Linked DNA regions of Oryctolagus cuniculus: region 1 is linked to region 2. The links are chromatin contacts, called in public Micro-C maps. All regions are on one chromosome and are shown on one strand. The core of a region is the stretch at or near the end of the contact, and the rest is flanking DNA. Distances in the headings are between cores, read along the strand shown. Region 1 holds the start of GM2A (ganglioside GM2 activator). Region 2 has its middle 8.2 kb from the start of ZNF300.

Region 1 (4,927 bases), core at 1,304-3,803, 210 kb before region 2:
CTGAAATTATTCCCAAATCAAAAGTTTACTAGGAAAAAAAGCACGTGGCTCAGTGAACATCACATAGCATATGGCACTAAATAATATGCACTATACAGCACCATAACAAAGAGTCTATTAAGCATGTACTACATGCCCAGCCTGAAGCTAAACATTCTCCCCTGTTAACTAACACTCAGGCCCGAGCCACAAGTCCGGTTAAAGCTAGCAGATGGTTAAAACCCCAGCCTACAGCACCAGCATCCCATATGATGCCAGTTCAAGTCCCGGCTGCTCCACTTCTGATCTAGCTCCTTAACAACACACCTGGGAAAGTAGTGAAGGATGGCCCAAGTCCTTGGGCCCCTGCACCCACGTGGGAGACCTAGAAGAAGCTCCTGGCTCCTGGCTTCAGATTGGTTCAGCTCGGGCCATTGCAGCCATTTGGGGAGTGGAATACCAGATGATAGACCTCTCTCTCTCTCTCTCTCTCCCCTTAAAAAAAAAAAAAAAAAAAAAAAAAGCTAGAAGAGGATCCAGGTTCCCGGATGCTCAAACTCTAACACCTACCCACAGTCTCAGGATCAGGGCTCTGAATCATGTGAGCCCAGAGAAGACTACAGGTTACAACAGACAAGGATAGAAAGTGCCACTTCCTATGGAAGCTTGGTTGAGTTCCCATGGGCCTGGGTGAGGTGGGGGTCTCCAGTACCTCTCTCTCTCTCTCTCTTTTTTTTTTTTTTTTTTTTTGACAGGCAGAGTGGATAGTGAGAGAGAGAGATAAAGGTCTTCCTTTTGCCGTTGGTTCACCCTCCAATGGCCGCCACAGCTGGCGCGCTGCGGCCGGTGCACCGCGCTGACCCGAAGGCAGGAGCCAGGTGCTTCTCCTGGTCTCCCATGGGGTGCAGGGCCCAAGCACTTGAGCCATTCTCTACTGCCTTGCCTGGCCACAGCAGAGAGCTGGCCTGGAAGAGGGGCAACCGGGAAAGAATCCGGCGCCCCGACCTGGACTAGAAGCCAGTGTGCTAGCACCGCTAGGTGGAGGATTAGCCTATTGAGCCGCGGCGCCGGCCATCCAGTACCTCTCTTAAACTGCCAGCAGGGGACCCTCTAGTGTGCCAAGGCATCCGTAGCCAGGTCACAGAGGAGCAAGTGCAGGGCTTGCATGCAAACCCTACCTCATAGTGGACTGACCTGGAGCCAAGACAAACAAGCTCAACCCACACTCAGGCCCCTGCTCCTTCATTAAGTAGGCAGAACAGACAGCCTGCCACCCAGGCACGGTGAGGCCAAGCCTGCTGGCTGCTATCACTTCACTTGCAATTTTAGAGCTCTCTCATTCACGAAAGCCTCTGCCTTCATTCACAACTCTCCAAGAAGCCGGTTGGCATCACACCCATCTTACTGAGGAGAGCAAGGTGCATGCATTCCATGGACTGGGGCAGAGAAAGAGTCGCACATCTGGCACTGTTCCTAGCTCTCAAAGCTTCCCAGGGTATAGGGAGGGAAGCGATCTAGAGCAGACTCCTCTGCTCCAGAGATGTGTCTTGCCCAGCTATGCAGCAAAGAGGACGTGGGAGTGAGCTGCTTAGTTCTCAAAATGATAGCACTTCCCTCTCCCAGGGGTCTGCAGCATGAGGTGCTGTGGAGTGAACAGGGAAGCTGGAAGGGGTGGGGGGGGGGCGAGAGGCGGGATGTGGAGTTGGGGTTGGCCTCTTGGTGTCTCACCACAAGGAGCAGAGGGGTCTCAGGGCCGGATCTTTGTCACCAGATGGGCCAGCGTGGACCCTCTGGCCTGCACGGCTCTCAAACCCACCCACCCCTCAGGAAAACCCGGAGCACTGGAACAGGCGGAGGGACGGGGTGCCAGGCCTTATCCTGGAGTGACTTGAAGTCACGGCGTGGGAGGCGAGCAGGGAGCAGGGCAACGGGGCAGAATCTCTGGGCCTGGGATTGGCGCCTTCGTTTTGCGCTCAGAAAAGAGCAGGAGAGCAGAAGTGAGATGAACCCCTGCAAACGAGCCGGGGGGCTGAACAGGGCCTTGGAGGTCAGCTGAAGGACCAAGAGTCCCAGAATTAGCGGTTTGGGGCCCCGACGGCGGAGAAGCAACTCTAGGAACAGTGGCCACCCCTTCATCCCACTCGGAGCCGCACACACCCGGGGGCGGGCAGGCTGCCATTAAACTCCTAAAGCAGGAGGCACTCACCTGGTTCTGGAGAAGGTGCGCAGGGGACGCGGGGTGGGCGAGGAGCAAGCCCAAGGCGACCAGGAGAGCAACCTGCATCGGAGAGTGCATCGCGAAGGGCGGTTCCACGCCACGCTCACTGCACAGTCTGCCGCGGCGGCTGCGTCTTTAAATGCCTGCCTGCACTGATGATGCAAAGCTGGGCATTGCTATGCAAAGCAGAGCCCAGCCACTCGCGGGGTCGCCCCGCCCCTCCCGGTCCAGCCCGGAATGGGACGGGAGTCTCCCGGCTCCGCCTCCTTGAGGCCCTCCCAGCTTGGGAATCCAGGTCCTCCTCCTGGGCGGAGGGTGGGGAAAGGGCGGAGAGAGGCGGGGAGCGCCGAGAAGGGGCGGGGCTCGGTAAGGCCAGGGAGGGAGAAGAGCCCCTGGCGGGGGGGCTGGGCTGAGCTCCGGGGAGGGGCGGAGCTGAGCGCCGAGGAGGGGCGGGGCGGAGCCCCAGGGAGGGGCGGAGCTGAGCGCCGGGGAGGGGCGGAGCTGAGCGCCGGGGAGAGGCGGAGCTGAGCGCCGAGGAGGGGCGGAGCTGAGCGCCGAGGAGGGGCGGGGCGGAGCGCCGGACCAGGAAGGAGCCGAACGGCGTTTTCCGAGTCTCGCTCATCGACCGTGACCGCGGTAAGCACTTCTAGGAACCCACGAATTCAGTGTTTGCGCAACCAAGTCTTTCTTGACAGAAATGTCAGCCGCGTGTTGACATTAGCTTCCTCATCCATGTGAGGAATCGCTGCCTTATAGTTATTACTATAGCTAACCGTAAGTACTGTCTTTTGAAAGAACCCAGGTTGTTTTGCCCTGTGTTAGCACTAGGCATCTGATACACAGTGATAGCTCTACCAGGGCCACGCAGCTGGGAGAAGGTAGAGCAAGGCCGAGATTCTACACACCATCAGCCGGCACTTGGTTAGGTGACTGCGTTAGCTGAGGCTGGATTGTGTTTTTAAGGGAATAGCATTTGTACCGAGTTACCACCAGTCCGCGGACTTGTGTCACTAACAGATTCCCAGTGTTGGGCATGTAGCAGGCACCCAATGGCTGTGAACAAATGAATGTGTGAGCAGAATTTAAAACTCATCTATTCATCTTTATTTTTAGAAAGATTTTATCTATTTATTTGAGAGGTAGAATTACAGAGAGAGAGAGGGAGAGACTCCCCAAATGGCCGCAACAGCTAGAGCTGAGCTGATCCAAAGCCAGGAGCTTCTTTTGGGTCTCCCACACGGATGCAGGGACCCAAGCACTTGGGCCATCTTCCACCACTTTCCCAGGCCATAGCAGAGAGCTAGATCAGAAGAGGAGCAGCCAGGACTTGAACCAGCACCCATATGGGATGCTGGCACTGCAAGGCGAGGCTTAACCCACTACACCACAACGCCAGCCCTGTAATCATCTTTTTTTAAAACAAACTTTTAATTTTTGAATTAGTTTTAGGTTTATATAGAAAAGTCTCAAAAGTAGTACAGAACTCCTCCAGTCTCCCCTGTTGCTAACATCACAATAGGTACTGTTATGGAACCCAAGTGTGGTACTTCTCACAAGAGAACCTAGTAATTCAGGGGACAAGGACTGGAAGCAAACAGACAAGTCTGTGCAGGCTGCTAGCCATTGGGGAAGGTGGCATGCTATTGCCTGGGCCTCATGCACCCTTTCCCATAAGGAGAGAGAACTGAAATTTATATAAGGAAATACAGATTTAACTGCCTGACTGCCATCATGGGATCACGGGACAGGGCCAGCTGCACAGGGGTCTCTGGCTGGTGGGAAGGGGCTGGGTGGCATCGCGGTGGGGACTCTCAGCCCTAGTCACAGTCCAAGCTCTGGTCGGGCTGACTGAGCTGCCCCAAGTTACTTTGCAACTTCAGCTGGCTGTCTCCAGGCCAGCTCCTGGAATTCTCCGGCAGGCATTATTTGCCTGTCGAATTGGACAGACACTCTCATGAGGCACAAGTCTGGCTTTTGTCCACCAGAAGGTGAAAAGGCCGATGCGTTCTGTGTGGTTACAACTGAGAACCTATGCTGCCTCCTCGCCAGTTTGCAGGCCGCTGGGAGCCTGAGCTGCAGCCCCGCCCTCCCATAGCACCCACGGGATCGCCCCGCCACACCACGCCACGCCATGCCACGCCATGCCACGCAGACCCCAGCAAATGTTCCTGGCCTTGAGTCTGCGGCAAGTGGCGGAGCAGCATGGTGTTGGTAGAGGAGCTGGCGAGGTGCTGATGCCCATCCGGGTCAGGAACACCCCAGCCAGCTGTGCATGGCATGGTCCTGATGCAGACAAACCCTCTGCCTCGGTCCTCGCAGACTCTCATGCTCCCCACAGGAAAGACCCCAAATACAGGGCATGGCACCATTTCCTGGTCGCCTCCAGGGCCAGTGGCTCAGCGCTCTCTGACCGCGCAGGTCTGGGCCTCCAAGTGGCCAGTCTGGAGATCCCTGTGGCGTCCCTGGACAGAAGGGGCTGAGGGGAATGGCTGTGTGCGGGAGGAGAGTGCAGCCGGGAGGCCGGGCGGAGCTCGGGCGCCCCACCAGATGGCGCTGCGGTGGCTTCCTGCCGCCTGCTCCTTCGGAGTCCAGATCAGCCCCACTTCATGTTCAGGTCAAAGACAAAAGTGCAGGTAAAAAGAGCGAAGTATCCAAGCGTCAGAGACAGCGCCTCTGCCTCCTCCTTTTGTGAGCCGGAGCCCCACCTGTGGGTCTCAAGTGGCCTAGGGC
Region 2 (4,823 bases), core at 1,142-3,641:
TCCCCAAGAGCTCCGTCTGCTGTTGAAAGTCTTTGCCCAGCCTCCAATGGCCTCCGTGGGACAGCCAAATCCTTGAGGTTCAGCATTCTGTCCTATTCTGACCCAGGAGTCAACAGAGGAGGAAAGTGCAGAGTCAGGACTTTACAATGCCCTTGGAGAACACCCGGCTCTCCGCACACGCACACCTACCCCTGCCCTACCTCCCCACTTAGACACAAGAGCCAAGACTCCCTGAATGCCAGCTGCGGGCGAGGCTCTATTCCAAGTGCTTTAAACGGACACCTTTACTGAATCCCCATCATAACCCTACAAGGCAGAGATCCTATCAATCCCATTTTCCAGGGGGAGGAACTGAGGCAGAGAGTACTCCAAGTGAGTAAGTGGTAGGCGTGGGGTTGCATCTCAGATCATCTGGCTCCGGGGACTGTGCTTCTCCTCTTTACTGCTATCCCACACTTCACGGGAACCCAGAGAGTGAATGGTACTTGCCCAAAGTCACACAGCAATTTATGCAATGACGTCTCATCATGAAGCCACTGGGAGAGCTGGACTGAGGGCAAAAATCAGCCAAAGGTTTCCACATCCTGGCCTTTCCCTTTCTACATCCTCCCTCCACCCCCGAATCCTGTGGGCTATTTTATTTAGAAGCAGGCATTCTCTAGGGTGTGGCCTTTTGGGGGAAGTGCCTAGCCCAGACTGGCCCCAAAGTGGTCAGCCCTCTTCCCAGGGGCTCCTTCGTCCCCTCTCTGAAAAAGCAAAAGCACTCAGGGGAAGTGGCAGGGCGCAGCCAGGGACAGGGACAGGGCTGGAGCAGGGGCCGGCACTGGGGAGGAAGGGGAGAGTGGCGGGGGAGGAGGGGACAGGACATGTTGTGCACATCCACTGTGGGTGCCAGACACAGTGCAGGCCACTCCCCATGCCTCCAGCCGGTGGGGGGCCACTGTTACCCCCGCTTTACAGAGGAGCACACGGAGGAGGCCTGCCTTTGCAAAGTTCTCAGGTGGGCCTCCTATGAACACACAGCCTCTGCCCACTAGAGAAGAAAGGGAACCAGTGACCGGCAAGCAGGATTGGAGAGAGGGGCGGGCAGCCAGTACAGGGGCTCTGGGGCGCTGCCCAGCGTGAGCAGTGGTTCTCCAGCCCCTCTCACACCAGGAGGCTCCCTGGCCGGTGTTTACGAGAAACCCGCAGCCTTCGGAAGCAGTGTGACCTCCCGGCCTGTGGCTGCCTGCCCCATGACTGCTCCCAGCTATAAACAGCCTGTTTATTAACTCAGGAAACTGGCTCCTCCACCACTTAGCTTGTCTCCTGGGATGGGCAGGTTTGGAAAGCAGGGGGTTCCGGCCAAGAATTTCCAGACTGGGAGGAGCAGCTGCTAGGAACTTGCTGATCCTTGGAGGGCTGGGCCAGAAAGGACCATGGCGAGTTAGCCTGCGCCCTGCCTTGCAGCCTGGCTCAAGGCCACACAGGGAGTTAATGGGTGCTAAAAGCCCTTAACCCAGAGTTGGCCACTTTAAGGGAATTACAGAGCTTGACTCAACTCCTCATTTTCCCTAATGACCCCCATCATTAGAGCACTGTGGGGAAATCAAATGAGATAATGGCCATAAAGGCCACCCTCTGGCACACCTGGGAAGTTGTCCCCTAGTCCAGCTCTGCCATGCCCCCTCCCATCAATCACAGGACAGACTCACATAATAAGACACAGAGTCGTCCACCACTTCCCAGTTTGTGCAACCTTGGTGACAACCATAGTTTCAGTTGTGGAATGAAAGTTACCATAGGACTGTCCTACTGGGGTTGTCGGAAGGATCAACTGAGATACTTCTCTGAAGTTAGCATAGGGCCTGCCACCTGTATGCTCATTCAGAATTAGCCACATGCATGCCTAATGTCCCCTGAGAAATTTCAGGAGGCCCCTGCAGGGGTGGGAAAGGGGGTGATCCCCATCCTGTCCTTCATAGAGGGTCTTACCTGACACCCCTACAACAGGTCAACAAGACAAAAGCGTCAAGAAATTTTTTTTGATCCAAATTTTATCTGACGTAGCAGCCTTCAGATGGGAGACTCAAAGACCCAGTGTATGTTAGCAGTTTTCATGCTTAGGTTCAATGAAGCGTGGACAACCGTGTAGAGATGGGATTGGCCACAGAGAGAGTGATCTAGCGCTGACAGGTTGAGTGGGGAAACCCAGCAAGGGTTTCTTCTTGGTTTCTCTATGCAGCTCTCCTTCCTCCCTAGGGTGGGGCAGGACCCCTTCTGAAATGAGGGTCTTATGACCTATGATGCAACAAGGTAGGTTAGAATTGCTTTACGACCAGCTCTGAGACAGAAAGGCAAGGGGAAATGAGAGTATATTTTTAAGCTTTGTGCCTGGCTTTGGGGAAAAGGGGCTCTCGTTTCTATGCCTGCCTTGAGGAAGTGAAATTCTAGTCTGTGGCTTGGCTTGGGTAAGAGACAAGGAGGCAGGAGGCAAGAGGGCAGGAGGAGGTCAGAGAGAGACTTTGCTTCTGAGCCTTTCACTTGGGGTGCTACTTTGTGAGCCCCATCACTCCCCACGGTAATGCTCTTAAAAGTGACCTAGAGTGGGAATTTTCTGGAATGGAGACAGGAGAGGAGGCAGCTGTTTGCTGGAGCAGGAACGGAAAGAAGTGAATTGCACAGGCAGTTTGAAGGCGTGGAATAAAAACACTAAGAATCCCACTGTGGAGAGGAGGAATATTTCCAAACACAAACACTGGCTGAAGTCCGGATACTTACAACTCAGAAAGAACAAACAGCATCCCCTGCCAAGGCAATGGTGGGCCATGTGACCCTGAGGACACAGGAACGTGGCTGTAATTGCAAGGTGTTGAAAGCCAGCTGGGCTCACAGAACCCATCCTGCTGGCCGCTGTCTGCAGGGCTGCTGAGTGCAGTGGGCTCTCCCTCCACCTTGGGTTCCAGAAACCTCTCCCAGTGTTCCCAGTAACAGTGCCGTACCCACAGTCTCAGATATCCAGTCCTTGTCTCCATTCTCTCTTCCCATAAAATCTATCTTTTTGAAACAGTTTTGAGAACTTATATTCACATAAGTAATATATGATTACTTTCTTGTGAAATAAAACTTGACAACTATGGCTAAAATCCCATGTAACTATTCCTTCTCTCCTCATTTTTATCACAACTCTTCTCCTTTAGCACAATTAGTAGTGTTTATCCTTCCAGAATTTTCTCTATGCCTGCCCACATACCATTTAAAATATATATGCAGCAGCATTTTTGTTTGGTGTGTCTGCTTTTTCCTTAAGTCATACAATACACTATTATGGTGCTACTGCTTGCTTTTCTCGCCCACTCCCTGTCTTGGAGATCTTTCCGTGTCAGTGCCTTTTGTCCACTTCCTTTGCAGTCACTGCACAGTGGTTTATGAACCGGCTCCTCCTCCCACCAGGCCTTTCACTGCCACAGATAATGCTGCCAGGAACGTCTCTTGTAAACTGTCTTGTGCACCTGTGATGGAGTTTCTCTAGGACACAGAGCTGGCGGTGGAGATGCAGGTTGTCAGGTCTGAATGTGCCGGCTCTCTCCGTTACCATGTCCTCCCAGACGTCCCATCAGATTCCCGCCCTGTGTAAGCAAAGTGAAGCACCTCTCCCTGCCTGGTGCACGCGCTCACATTCTCCCAGCTGCCCAAACCTTAATCACAGTGTTGCCCTCTCCCCAACATCTAATGAGATGCAAATGCGGTGGATTTTATCTCAGTCATTTCCTTCAGCTCTCATTCCTTCTCCAGTTATCTGTGAGCAAGGATTAACACCCCCCAACCAGTCTCCTTGTTCCATTATGCAATGCCCCACAGGAATCCTCATTAAGCCCACACAATGCCATTCCTTTTGGTTGGTTCCTCCCTGAATATAAAATGCAACAGGATCTCCTTGGCTTGCTGTTCACAGGCCTCTCCCACCTGGCACAGCTTTCTCCTCCTGGGTTCTCTCTTCAGACTCCTTCTCTTTCACTCTCCAGGCACAACGACCCCCTTGCCATCACCAAATACGTATTTATTACCTCCAAAACCTTCTGTGTTTTCTCTCCTGGAAGTCTCTCTCCCACCTCTGCCTCTAAGGGCCTGCTGGATTCACATTAAGGGTGCAGGGTTCCAGTGCTCTGCTACAAGTAGCCAGTTTCTTTCTTTTTAAAAAGATTTATTTATTTAATAGGCAGAATTACAGAGGGAGAGGGTGAGAGAGGGGGAGAGAGGGGGAGGGAGGGAGGGAGGGAGAGAGAGAGAGAGACTGACTGACTTCCATCTGCTGGTTTACTCCCAAAATGGCCACAATGGCTGGGGCTGGGCCGATCCAAAGCCAGGAACCTGGAGCTTCTTTCAGGTCAAGGACTTGGGCCATCTTCCACCACTTTCCCAGGCCATAGCAGAGAGCTGGATCAGAAGTGGAGCAGCCAGGACCTGAACCAGCATCTATATAGGATGCTGGCATTGCAGGCAGTGGCTTTACTCGCTATACCATAGCACTGGCCCCAGTTTCTTTCTTTTTTAAAGATTCATTTATTTATTTGCAAGGGAGAGAGAGCTATCAAAAGAGAGAGAGAGATTTTCCATCCACTGGTACACTCCCCAAATGGCTGCAACAGCCAGGTCTGAGCCAGGGTCCCACAATTCCATCTGGGTCTCCCACATGGGTGGTAGAGGCCCAAGTAATTGGGCCATCTGCTGCAGCGTTCCCAGGCACAGTACCAGGAAGCTGGATCAGAAGCAGAGCAGCCAGGACTCAAACTGGCACTCTGACATAGGATTCTGGTATCACTAGTGGCAGCTTTACCCACGGT

Evidence for each region. Hi-C and Micro-C count contacts between places; a contact is called where the count stands out from the background.
Region 1: a contact with region 2 is called in a Micro-C map of ear pinna, with 4 times the contacts expected there. The contact joins the promoter of GM2A here to the enhancer-like site in region 2. A contact is called at or near these places in 3 of 6 Hi-C or Micro-C datasets (ear pinna, psoas muscle and an unstated tissue).

The regions. Positions count from the first base shown.
Region 1 is chr6:38,335,668-38,340,594 of mOryCun1.1, reverse strand. GM2A (ganglioside GM2 activator) reads right to left here and starts at 2,553. Exons shown (of 4, transcript XM_002710320.5): 1 at 2,186-2,553. The coding sequence starts at 2,275.
Region 2 is chr6:38,125,284-38,130,106 of mOryCun1.1, reverse strand. No RefSeq gene overlaps it. Among named protein-coding and RNA genes, the nearest start is that of ZNF300, 8.2 kb to the right of the region's middle. Within about 2 kb of position 2,391, at least 6 of the 8 cell types and tissues checked have an H3K27ac peak or open chromatin away from gene starts, as enhancers often do. A contact at or near this core is called in ear pinna, where this site is marked.